Linked DNA regions of Triticum aestivum: region 2 is linked to region 1. The links are chromatin contacts, called in public Hi-C maps. All regions are on one chromosome and are shown on one strand. The core of a region is the stretch at or near the end of the contact, and the rest is flanking DNA. Distances in the headings are between cores, read along the strand shown. Region 1 holds the start of LOC123045297 (splicing factor-like protein 1). Region 2 has its middle 5.5 kb from the start of LOC123045301.

Region 1 (2,700 bases), core at 116-2,615:
TGGTCAATATTCTACATGTCCATTGCACGGGCAAGCTTACTAGTTTATTGAAATGGGCCGGCTCATACCGCGTCTATAGGAAATTCCGTCAAAATAGAAGGGCCAACACTTCTCCAACACGAGAGCTATATCTCGCTTCACGCGAGACGGAAGCTGCTCTCGGCTGAACGGAAAAGCTCCTCACGAAGCAACTGGGTCGACCGTTTCCTGTGTCTTTTGCTTCATTGGCTCACTATTTTTTCGCTTGCTATTGTTTCTTTTGTTTCACTTTTTTCTTTTCTTTTTCCCTTTTGTTTCTCTTCGGGTTTGTTTATTTCTTTCTTGTTTTCATGGTTTTCTTTGTTCCCCTTTGTTTCTTTCTCTGCAGTTGTTTCTTTGGTTTTTTTAATATTCTTTTTTCTTTGATTTCTTTTTTGGATTTCATTATTTTTCCGACTTTCTTTGTTTCTTTAGGTTTTCATTCTATATTTTTCGTATACGTCAAGAACATGTTTCTAATACATGATTATCATTTTTCAAATACAAGATTAACATTTTTTAATATAGGGTCAACACTTTTTCTATACGCATTTTTAATATTTTCTAATGCTTGATTAATATTTTCTAAATGCAAGATTAAATATTTTTTGAATACATGGTCAAAAAAATTCTGTATGCATTTTAAATATTTTCAAATGCTTGATTAACATTTTTTCAGATGAAACATTAGTATTTTTTAATACACGATCCACATTTTTTCTATATACATTTAATATTGTTCAAATGCTTGACTAATATTTTTCAAAAACAAGTTTAACATTTTTAAAATATATTATAAGATTAATTTATTTAAATATACATTTAATATATTTTTAATGTTTGATTAACATTTATGAAATACTTTTTAAATATTTTTGAATACATGGTCATTATTTTTGCTATACCCATTTAAAATTTTCAAATACTTGATTAACATTTTTTAAATGCTTTATTACCATTTTTTAAATACATGATCAACTTTTTTCACACAATTTCTATTCAAAAAATCTCCCACGAGAAACATTTTCTTTATACACATTTAACAATTTTCGTATGCTTGGCTAATATTTTTTTAATGTAATTTTTTAGTAATATATTTTTACAATATTTGGAAGTATAAACGAGAGTAAAAATGAAATTTAAAAACGTAAAAAAAGAAAGAAACGAGGTCCTGTCCTCCCGGCCGCCTGGGCCGGCCCATTGATCGCTCCATGACGCGAGGCTTTCCTAGACCTATTATGTATCTGGCCCATGACTTGCCCACATAAAAGAGAGCCCGACTCCTTTTTCCTGTTTCGGCCCAGCACGTGGTCCAGAGAAACCCAATCGAACATAAACCGCCTTTCCCCGAAATCGTATTTCCACGGGACAAATCTCCCACGAGTCATAAAACCGAAATCGCGAGAAGCAAATTCCCCACAGCTTTCCTCCTCCCACAAGACGCCGCAGCCATGGCTTCTGCCGAAACCCTAGCCCGCTCCCCATCTCGCGAGCCCTCGTCCGACCCGCCCCGCGATGCCTCGCGCGACGCCTCCTCCGAGCCCCACCACAACGGCTCGGCCAACGCCGCTGGCGACGGCGACTCGTCCTCCCGCCGCCGCCGCCGCAGCCGATGGGAGCAGTCCAACGACGAATCCGGTGCCAATTCAGGCGGCGAGGGCGGCGCGGGAGGACGGAAGCGGAAGTCGCGCTGGGCCGAGGAGGAGCCCCGCCCGACCATCGCACTTCCGGATTTCATGAAGGACTTCGCCGCCGAGATGGATCCCGAGGTGCACAACCTCAACTCGCGCCTCCTGGAGATTTCGCGCCTGCTGCAGTCGGGGCTCCCCCTCGACGACCGCCCTGAGGGCGCCCGCTCGCCGTCCCCTGAGCCAATATACGATAACCTGGGCATCCGCATCAACACCCGCGAATACCGGGCGAGGGAGCGCCTTAACCGCGAGCGGCAGGAGATCATCTCCCAGCTGATCCGCCGCAATCCCGCCTTCAAGCCCCCGGCTGATTACCGCCCACCCAAGCTCCATAAGAAGCTCTACATCCCCATGAAGGAGTACCCTGGGTACAACTTTATTGGGCTCATTATTGGGCCCCGTGGCAACACACAGAAGCGGATGGAGAAGGAGACGGGGGCCAAGATCGTAATCCGAGGGAAGGGCAGCGTCAAGGAAGGGAAGTTGTTGCAGAAGAGGGACTTGAAGCCAGATCCCAGTGAGAATGAGGATCTTCATGTGCTTGTTGAGGCTGATACCCAAGAAGCGTTGGAGGCTGCTGCAGGCATGGTGGAGAAGCTGCTTACCCCTGTTGACGAAGTGCTAAATGAGCACAAACGGCAGCAGCTGCGGGAGCTTGCAGCCCTGAATGGAACAATCAGGGACGATGAGTTTTGTAGGACTTGCGGGGAGCCGGGTCACCGGCAGTATGCATGCCCGAACAGGACAACAACGTTTAAGAGCGAGGTGCAGTGTAAGATCTGTGGCGATGGTGGCCACCCTACAATTGATTGTCCAGTGAAGGGCACATCTGGCAAGAAAATGGACGACGAGTACCAGAACTTCCTTGCTGAGCTTGGTGGGAGTGCACCTGAGTCCATGAACAAGTCTGGTGGTCCGATGCTGGCTATAACAGGTGGTGGCGGCAGCGGCGCCGGCGGTGGTGGTAGTGGCAGTAACTCACCCTGGGCTG
Region 2 (2,700 bases), core at 91-2,590, 610 kb after region 1:
AGTTGGACGGAGGGCCCACCCGTCAGCATGGTCATCGCTCTCGGACCTTCTTCTCTTTGAGGGCATTACATCAAACACCTCAGGTGCATAGGCATAGGTGGTGGTCGGACGATAGGGAAGGCCGTCGGAGCATCATGGGGTGGCCAACGCAACCGCACGAAGAGCAGCGAGACGACGACGAAGTGGCCTTGTCCTGTTAGCTGGTGCGTCGATGCGTTACCACCTCGCCGTGGATTGGGTGGGGCAACGGGAGGGTGGGCATGGCCATGCGGGGCAGCGGCGACCGGGAGGGGTGGGATGGCTGCATGTCCTCGTCTCCACCTTCCACCAGCAGGAGATGGTGAGTGTCAGCACCGGCCGGAGCAGCTCGGGTCCTGGCGCCGCCGTCTCGGCAAATGTCGGATTTCGGGTTCCACAAACCCTTGAGAGGTTCGAACTCTGGGGTGCGTGCGGAGAACTCAACCTCCCCAGTCTGCCTACTCACCAATCTCACAGCCTAGCGCGTCGAGCTCGAAGGAAAGGGGACACATCAGTTTACCCATGTTCGGGCCACCTTGTGGTGCAAAACCCAAACTCCTGCTTTGTGGTGGATTTGCCTCGTGGGGCTGAGGACAAACTAGTACAGTGGCGAACAACCTCAGGAGGTGTGTTCTTGAGCTCAAATAAGCTGGTGTGGGTGGAATGGATGCGGTCGACTTGATCTCTCGTCTCCATGGTGGCTAGGTCCTATTTATAGTGGCCTTGGTCCTCTTTCCAAACGAATCCGGGAAGGGATCCCACAACGGCCAAATTTGAAGAGAGACAACTAGTACATCTTATCTGACTAAAGTGGTCTTCGCCTGCAAAAGCCTCTGGTCGTGACGCCATGGTGGGCTCGGTGATGACCTCCGTCCTGTCGTCCTGGCGGTCTTGGTCTTGCTACACGAGAATGGAAACCTTTGGCCGCTTCCTCGGGACTCCGTGCCTGCTGCTTGTCTCCTTTGCACCGAAGAGGAAACTGATACACTACGCCCGCTGGCCCCCGTCTGGCCTCGATCGGCATGACTCACGTCACTCGAACCTCACGAGGTGAGCCTTGCATAGAAATCTCCGCTCCTCGGGAGGCAGCCTGAGGAGGCTGATCCCTTTGGAGGTCTTGGTGTCGTCCGCCTCGCGAGGCTTGGCCCCTCGCGAGGGTCTTGAGTTGTCGATGTCGAAGCTGGGTCGTACCAGACCGTCGATGGAGCCACGCCGCGGGCCGCAGGCAGACAAGTCTGGATACCCCCGTATCCACAACGCCGACAACAACCCACAGGAGCAACACAAGTGGTGGGTGGCCTCGTGCCTGTCGCTGGAGGAAAGTTGACAACAAAAAATAGTAGAGTATGCGCTGACGGCATGCTGCGGCGGCGGCAACCCATGGCAGCTGGTGCATGCGTCATATAGTGTCATGTGGATGTGACCAACGGGGCCGGGTATGTTAGCACTGAATTAATTTGCCCTAAATCGGTCATTAGTATTTATTGAAAGAATTAGTAAGAAAATAGATAGATTTTTGAAGCGCCCAAGAAATGGGGTAGCAAATCCAGAATTGAAAATGTGGTGGCTTTTTAGTGTTCCCGGCGAAATCGATCAAAGCAAAGATCGGTTGGCTGTTACGCGTGCGTGTTGAGAAAGGTATGCATGATTACCATATAGATCAAGTCGATCAAGATGTGCATGAGCACTATAGAGATCAAGTCAATCAAACATGCCACGTACGTGTATTGGTTCGGCTAGCTTAGCGTTGTCTCATCGTCGTTCGTCCATCGGCGCTGGGACTGGGCCAACAAGCTGGACAGAGTTATGGAGGATAACTGAGAGTAGCACGCAAAATCAGACTTTTATGCAGTAGCTTTTGCTGCCTGCGTCATGGTAAAAAGGAGAGAGAAATTAGCAAGTGTAAAGATAAAAAGATTGCACAAGATCCAACAAGTGCATCCAAGTGCTACATGGAGTGTGTGGGTTTGCTTTATGCGGGAGAAAAGGCTGGGAGACATGGAGCATGTCAGGGCAGAGGCAGAGGCAGAGGCTGCCCACCATGTATGCATGCATGTAATGTGAACTCTACCTTAGGTCAGCTTTTTTTGGTCCTTGTGCTCTCCACTCACTAGTAATACTACAAAAAATACTTACTCCAAATCCAAATGATAATGCTACGTACTATCTAATCATCCACCATCAACCATCTATGTGATCCTCGCAAATAAAGACCAACTCCTTTAGGGCAATGATCTATGCATGATGGCAACATCAACCATCTTCAGCAACCCTAGCAGAAGAGAAGGAGAAGCATTGGCTACCATGCCCGCATCATCGACCTCTTAAGCCAAAAAGGAGTTTGCCCACTTCCATCTTGGAGTGTTTACCTCCTTCCCTTTTTCTTTCACCTCACCTTTTGCTTTTGCCTCTTTCAGGGAAATCACTGCTTCAAAGGCACCGCTTTGGGCACATGCACATCAAAATTTCTGTATGGGTTCGTGTGCACGGTGATGTGTTGTCAATGTTTGAGGGGTTCAGGCTGAGCTACTCATGCCATACAAAAGGATCGGGAGTCGCTGACCTTACACTGTCTCAGGCTTTTCGTGTATCTCTCAACCTAGCTAGAACTGTCCATGGGTAGTAGGCAGCATCTGTCAAATATGGCTCGTCATATATCGCATTGGGCAGTCCGCTCCGGAC

What was found. Hi-C and Micro-C count contacts between places; a contact is called where the count stands out from the background.
Region 2: a contact with region 1 is called in a Hi-C map of leaf, with 5 times the contacts expected there. The contact joins the enhancer-like site here to the promoter of LOC123045297 in region 1. A contact is called at or near these places in 3 of 5 Hi-C or Micro-C datasets (all in leaf).

Annotation. Positions count from the first base shown.
Region 1 is chr2B:429,691,745-429,694,444 of IWGSC CS RefSeq v2.1, forward strand. LOC123045297 (splicing factor-like protein 1) reads left to right here and starts at 1,366. Exons shown (of 2, transcript XM_044468300.1): 1 at 1,366-2,700. The coding sequence starts at 1,470.
Region 2 is chr2B:430,305,836-430,308,535 of IWGSC CS RefSeq v2.1, forward strand. No RefSeq gene overlaps it. Among protein-coding and RNA genes, the nearest start is that of LOC123045301, 5.5 kb to the right of the region's middle. Within about 2 kb of position 1,341, at least 1 of the 8 cell types and tissues checked has an H3K27ac peak or open chromatin away from gene starts, as enhancers often do. A contact at or near this core is called in leaf, where this site is marked.